Linked DNA regions of Ovis aries: region 1 is linked to region 2. The links are chromatin contacts, called in public Hi-C maps. All regions are on one chromosome and are shown on one strand. The core of a region is the stretch at or near the end of the contact, and the rest is flanking DNA. Distances in the headings are between cores, read along the strand shown. Region 1 holds the start of ESYT1 (extended synaptotagmin 1). Region 2 holds the start of CNPY2 (canopy FGF signaling regulator 2).

Region 1 (3,459 bases), core at 533-3,032, 160 kb after region 2:
AGAGGAGGAGGGAGGAGAAGAGCACATTCTTTCTGGAGGGGAAGGTCCTGACAAGAAAGAGTTTGAGGAGGAAATCCTGGGATCCTGGCTCCTTTTACCAGCCTTCCTTCTGCCCTTGGAACCACTGCTTCTACACCAAGAGGTGATGCAGGAAGCGGCTCCTGAGTTAGGGAGGGGCCAGAAGAGCTATTCGGGCCCAGGCTGGTGTCTTCTTTCTTTTTAATCAGTGTGACTCCTTTCATGGAAAGGAAGTGTACCTGTGCTTTATACTGGGGAAGGAGGAGGGGTAGTCGCTTTAGGACAAAGATTAATTTCTCTGATGAGGAGGAGAAACAGAAACAGTTGCTGCCTGGGCTCCAAGTCCTGTGGGACCATTGCTCCCCCTTTCTCCTCCCTAGTTCAGAGTCTGGGAAGCATGGCTATGTCTGCCAAGTGTCAACTTTAATTTCCCCCAGGCGGGCAGCTGTGCTGGGAGGAGCGGGAAGGGAGGGCCCGGGAGGGGCTGGGTAACGGCCTGGGCACCTGCAAGGCCTGAGAGAAGCCATCCGGGCCCCTCACCACAGCAGAGGGGGCGAAGAAAACGGGTCCTGGCTTCAACCCAGCAAGCGCAGCCCGCAGTCCGGAAAAGGGTGGGGCCGGTCAGGGGCCGTGGAGTGTCGGCAGCGGGCACTGCAGCAGTCGCATGCGCCCCCCCCTCCCGCCGCCGCCGCCAGCACCCCCGCCCTTCGTCCAGCAGCCGCCTCCGCTGCTCAATGGCCCAGCCACCCCAGGCTAAAAAGAAGAGGGTCGGAGGGTCTGTCCAGGTGCGGGGCCTCGACTGGTCAATGCTCCCAGGGCGGGTCTCAGGGTACTCGAGGATAAGAGCGGGAAAGGGGAGAAAAACCTTATGGCCTTAAATGGGTATTAAAAAAAAAAAAAAGTCTTGGGGAAGACAGGAAAGAGGAGGAAACCCTCTGAGCCGCCACCGGAACGGGGATGCCCAGGAGCACAGTGAATGGCACCAGAAACAAGGAGGGGCATTGGAATGGTAGGTTGGAGGAAGAACCACGCCTGAGACAGGCTTCCCAGATGTTATTACTGTTCTTGCCTAAGCGTGGAGGAAGAAGTCCTGATTTTGTGGAAGAATCGGGATCCGGCCGTGCGGAAGGGGGTGGATAGTCGCTCTCACGAGTGGCGCGTCCCAGCAAGCAGGCGGCTAGCTGGCCAAAGGGGTAAATCTGGGGCTCATCGTCCCAAGGTGGGGAGCTGACTTTAAGATAGGGAGAGCCCTCGAACTGAGGCGCTAAAGGGGGGCTATTCTGCACTGAGGATTGAAGGTGGTCGCTCACCCAGGCAGGTAGCTCTCGATGGCTCATGTAAAGAGTTTTCGCCGTAAGCCGTTCTTCATCGTCCAGCAGCTGCCGCGCGACTCGAAGGCTCCGTTCTTTCTCCTCGCGGACCCGGCGCCAGCCCAGATAGAGGGCGAGGCCGAAGAGCACAAAACCCACGCTGAGTCCCATTGCCCCGGCCAGGTACACCGGCACCAGCACCAGCAACCGCCGCCCGAACGAAGTCAGCACCGCCAAGGCCTCACCCGCCGCTCCTGGGCCAGCAGGTTGGTCCCCAGAACTCTGCTCTGGCTTTGCGTGAGCAGTGGGGGGCTGGTCAGGGGGGTCGGAGGGAGGGTAGGGCTGGTCCACCGGGCTGGGGCTGGGGCTGGAGCCGTCTCCAGGAGAGGGCTCCATGCTGCCACCTCAGGGAGGACCCGCCCAACCCAGAGATCAGATAGAGGTTGCTTAGTTTTGAGACTAGCTCCCCGGCTTACAAACCATAAACCCCAGAATGGGGGAGGGGATATCAAGCCACGCCCCTTCGTTCTGACTATTTGGGTTGGTCCGCACCGCATAAACGAAGGTGGAGTCAAAAGCTCGAAAAGCCCCCTTCCGCGAGGAGGGGGAAAGGGCTCGGGAGAAGCAGGACCTTCCTGATTGGACCTGAGTGTCAAGATGGGCGGCCCGGGATGGCGGGAAAAGGAGGTAAAGGCTAAAGACTACCATATGATTAGTTAAAAAGAGGAGGAGGCGTGGCTACCATTTAAAGCGGAGAGGCGGGACCAGGAGCTCCCCCACGTGGGATTGGCGTGCCTGTAGTATGACGTCATGCGGAGCCGCACCGCTAATTACTCGGTTTTAGAGGTAGATTGAGTAGCGAAGTTGAGGGGTTATGGAGGGTCGGGATTTCCTTCCACTCTGTTCAGACGATTTGGCAGAACTTGGTCTGGGATTCCTACGTGTTAATTTGTCTCGTTTCCCTTGTTTTCATTCTTTAAGCATATTCCTTATCCTTCCACTTTTTTTCTGGCTGTCCTTACAAAAGGAAAGGAAATTACCCTATTTGGAATGAAAGTGTTCAGTGACCTACCCTATCTTGTTCCCAGTCTTCTGCCTCGTCTATGTAATGACAGCCTCTGGAAAACAAAAAACTGGAAAGTCTGAAAAGTAGAGTTTAGATAATTCAGACTTCAGGCAAGGAGTTGGGGGGGAGGAGGTGGAAAGCAGGGTGAATAGGAAGTGAAGTTTTTTTATCTTTAGAAATCTCCAAGTATGTCCATTCTGCCTCCAAGAATTAGTCATCTCTATTTTAAAGAGATTAAAACTAAACTGGATCCAAAGGGAGATGGGGGCTCAGCTGTAGCAGAAGTGATTATATTTTCCAAGAATTTCTGACTTTGAGGAACCACTAGGACACTAAAATGGATAATCAAGAGTAATGAGACAATTCTGTTTCTCATTTGCCTGTGTTACAAGGAAGGTTTAGAATATAGTCAGATGTGGAATTCAGTGCTACACTGCACTGTGTAGGTTTAGGAATGAAAAAATTCAGGGTACACTGAATGAGGACTCTTGTTACCCGTTAACTGGACTTAAAGTGTTGTCTAGGGACTTAGAAACTGGGCTGATTGGAAGCCCAGGAGGAGCGGATTGGCCATGATTACTTTTTAATGCAATATATGTGGGGCTTGTGTTACTGTTTGATTTGCAGCTGTTAAAATTTTTATTTAGCTCTGCAGGGCATAGATTTCATCAGGCTATGTTTCATCAAAGCTGTTTAAAACTTATCCCTGCCCAGCCTTCCTCCCTTAAATTTTCTCACTTCCCTTTCTGTACTTCTCTGAAACAATAACTAAACTGCTTCTTTCAATTTGCAGAACTGTATAAAGAACAATTTTCTGTCTATGTTCTCCATATCCTGAGATGAACAGGTATAAAAGGAGTTCAAGGGGTTATTTCTGATTCCTTGGAGGAAGTAAGAATGATTGGTCTGCCCACCAGCTGATGAAACAGAACCACAGCAGGAAAATGGATGAACATCCTTAGAGGAAAACCTTTCTAATAAAACTAAAATTTGCCAAATACTGGAGTAGAGGGAAGGAGTCCCTTAGGCTGGGAGATGAAGAGGGTGACTTACGGAAGTTCCTTT
Region 2 (3,675 bases), core at 745-3,244:
TTCACTACCTTCTGCCATTTTTCAAGCAACTCCATAATTCCATTTTCCCAAAACTTTTCATCTTTTTGAGCAAAGAACTGTTCCAGGTGCCTTGTACAGTCTTTCAGAGAATTGAAATTTTTTTCACTAAGAGAATTTTGTGAAGACCAAAATTAATGGAAATCCGAAGGTGCAATGTCTGGTGAGTACAACAGACGCATTGGAACTTCCCAGCCAAGCTGGAACAGTTTTTGCCTGGTCATCAAAGCCTTGCATTATCCTAATGGAAGACTATGTTTTTTCTGTTAATTCAGGATACTTCATTGAGTGCTGCTGTCAGTTGGTCTAACTGGGAGCAGTACTTGTTGGAATTGTTTGGTTTTCTGGAAGGAGCTCATAATAGAGAACTCCCCATCCCACACAACTTCACCTTCTTTGTATACACCAGCCTTTGGTGTAGTTGGTGGTGATTCATTTTGCTTGTGCTATGATCTTTTTTGTGTCACGTTATTGTACAGTATTCACTTTTCATTGCTCATCACAATTTGTTGTAAAAACAAGGGTTTGGAACTTCCCTCGTGGTCCAGAGGGTAAGACTGTGCTCCCACTGCAAGGGCGCAGGTTCGATCCCTGGCCAGGGAAGTTCTGCATGCCTCCAAGTGTGGCCAAAATAAAGAAATACTGAATGTTTTCGTTAGGGTTAGTAGAGAATCACATGTGGAAATACAGCCAAGAAGGTGATGTTTTGTTGTTGTTGTTGTTTTTTCCACTTAACACATGTGGAAACCAAACAACAGAACATAACCAAGCTGGTGCAAATTATTTTCAATGTCTGATTTGGATTCTGTTAAAAAATCTTCACTGATTTGGATATTTTGAGTTTGTCAGCTGTCTTCCCTCGCGGTATAACATTGATTGTTCTCAATGTCTTGATTGATTGCTATCAACCTCAACTGGCCTACCCAACTGTGGAGCATCCTCCAGCAAGAAGTCTCCAGCCGAGATCTTTGCAAACCACTTTTGACACATTTCATCAATCACAGCGCCTTCTCCATACACAACACACATCTTTTTGCATTTCAGTTGCATTTTTTTCTTTCTTGAAATAATAAAGCAATATGCCAAAAATGTTGCTTTTTTCTTTCATCTTAAATAGTAAAATGGCTACACAAAAATGAACCAATTTTGCTAAGCTAAGTATTTTTAGTGCATGCTGATATGACAGCTGTCACACTACAATCTAACAAAATTGCTTCGAATGAACTAAGCAGGAAATGGCAACCCACTCCAGTACTCTTGCCTAGAAAATCCCATGGATGGAGGAGCCTGGTGCAGGCTACTGCCCATAGGGTCACAAAGAGTCGGACACGACTAAGCAACTTCACTTTCACGCACTACTACAGACATCTTACATGAAAAAAACCAAAGGAACTCTTTTGGAAACCCAATATTACAACTGGAAAAAAACTAAGTCAAAGTCTCACCCAGAAATGAAGATAAAATTCTCAAGTCCAAAATTCAGGATATTGAAGAAGTATGTCATTCCTGGGCAGTTGGCCTTTGGTGTCGCTGCCTAGAACCCTAGGGTCGGATTCTTTTAAGAGGTACAGTATGGTTTCCCCGTTTTGTGTAAAATGTGAGTTGGAGAAACTGACAAACTACAGGTCCCAGGAACCATAAAACCTGTAGCTACTAACAAAGTATCAGAGTGGTGATGTGGTGCTTCCTGGGAGATGTAGTTTCCCGGGTATTAAAACCAGGGATTCTCACTGGCTAGCCGCAGACCTTTCTTTTAGAAGGTCCGAGCCCACCTAGATTGGCGTGTGTGAGCCTGACCGCCTCCGCGCACGACGTCAGGTTCTGACCCTGCTTCAAGCCACTCCTATTCTTCGGCTGACCTCTGATGGTCACGTGGAGCTCCTCGCCACGCAAGTCTGGGTCCTGCGATCCACCGGGGTCCTTGCTGTCTGGGAGCCGCTCCTAAGCTGCCTGTTCGCGCGAGAGTTCGGAGGGGCGGGTTTGGGGTCGGTCTCCGGTGTGCGACGCGTACTGTAGCGCCTCTGAGCCCTGCTTAGGAATCCACTTAGGACTCGACGAGCTGGCTCAGGCAGTCACCGGGGCACCCCGTGTCTGGAGCGCGCAGGAGCGCTCTGGAGAAGCCTGGACAGCCCCGCTCCCCCGCAGCCAGGTGCTAGGGTCGGGAGCTAAAGTGAGAGTTCGGCTGTCTTCCAGTGCCTGGGCCACGGCGGCGGCCCTGGGAGCAGAGGTGGGATGGATCCGAGTGGCACTGAGGGTCGGGGTTGGACTGGGGCGAAGGCAGTGGTGGGGTCTTTACGAAAGGGGCTGGTGCGCAAGGAGGAATAGCTTATAGGATGGAGGTGGGGATGCAGCAATCTTCGGTGCTGGGTCCAAATAGGTCCTAGTTATTGAGTGCTCTTCTCGCCAGCAAGCCACCTCGCTACCTCTTAGCGAGAATCAGCTACTCTCCTTGCCAGCAGCTCCTCTGTGCCTGTCGTCCTTGCTTAATCCCAGCCACCAACCCATGGCTGCCACATAGCCCTGTGATCCTAGGCAGCCACCGCTTAAGTAACAACATCTGAGGGCTCACCTGTCGACGTAGTATCTGGAACTAAGACCCAAGTCCCAAGCTCACTCTCTCACCCACTGCCCCGGGGCCTCCGGGACATCGAGCGCCGGAACAGAGGAGCCCCTTTGTGTCCAGGCCATTTCCTGGAAAGTAGAGTCAGATCACACTGAGGCCTTTGTAGGCTTGGGATGAGGTATGGGGAGGGGTGGTGGTGGCGGGGATTAGAGGCTGACTGGGTGTCGTGGCGGGCGGGGCGGGGCGGGGCGGGGCAGGGGAATGGAGTAGGCATCTCACACCTATGCTTCAAACCCAGGTGGAGCAACCCCATTGCGTCAAAGATGAAAGGCTGGGGTTGGCTGGCCCTGCTTCTGGGGGCCCTGTTGGGAACTGCCTGGGCCCGGAGGAGCCAGGATCTACACTGTGGAGGTAAAGGCACAGAAGAAATGGGAGGAAGCAGGGTGGGATGGGGAAGATAGAGCCTTGGAGAGGATGGGATCCAAGGCCTGGGAAAAGGATGAGTGGAAGCCCCAGGTTGATTCCTTTCTCCCCCTCTCCCCTTGCATCAGCTTGCAGGGCTCTGGTGGATGAACTTGAGTGGGAAATTGCCCAGGTGGATCCCAAGAAGACCATTCAAATGGGCTCTTTCCGAATCAATCCAGATGGCAGCCAGTCAGTGGTGGAGGTAATTTGACTGTTCCCCCAAATAGCTCACTCTAACTTTGAATGAGAACTCAACTAATGAGATATCTAAAAGATTGGGCTGTTTCATTTGGAAGAGGCTGAAGGCTTGTATCCCATACATTTGCTTCCCTGGCTCCCTAATACCCCAGAAATCCTAATACTTTGTAGAAGTTGTAGAAGTTGTTAGCAGACAGAGAACCTTTTCCATATCAGCCCCCTTTTCCATATCCTTAATCCATGTGACTTGTGTTTTCACTATGACAGTATGGTATACATACATTCATTCATTCAAAATATATATATATATATATATAGGTCTTATCTATATATTTAGGAAATTTGTTTTAGTAGAAAACAATACACACAGACAGAAAGCTGTACCTAGTGAGTATTTGGGAAATGTTAAGGTTATGATGCTTTTGAAATGC

Evidence for each region. A called contact is a pair of places that touch in the nucleus more often than the background predicts.
Region 1: a contact with region 2 is called in a Hi-C map of liver, with 3 times the contacts expected there. The contact joins the promoter of ESYT1 here to the promoter of CNPY2 in region 2. A contact is called at or near these places in 4 of 16 Hi-C or Micro-C datasets (liver, muscle, skin fibroblasts and 1 more).

The regions. Positions count from the first base shown.
Region 1 is chr3:163,411,530-163,414,988 of ARS-UI_Ramb_v3.0, forward strand. It overlaps ESYT1 (extended synaptotagmin 1), which reads right to left and starts at 1,783. Exons shown (of 31, transcript XM_004006594.6): 1 at 1,329-1,783. The coding sequence starts at 1,724. It overlaps LOC121819276 (a long non-coding RNA gene), which reads left to right. Exons shown (of 3, transcript XR_009599954.1): 1 at 1-2,015.
Region 2 is chr3:163,247,535-163,251,209 of ARS-UI_Ramb_v3.0, forward strand. It overlaps CNPY2 (canopy FGF signaling regulator 2), which reads left to right and starts at 1,995. Exons shown (of 6, transcript XM_004006583.5): 1 at 1,995-2,245; 2 at 2,880-2,992; 3 at 3,133-3,248. The coding sequence starts at 2,905.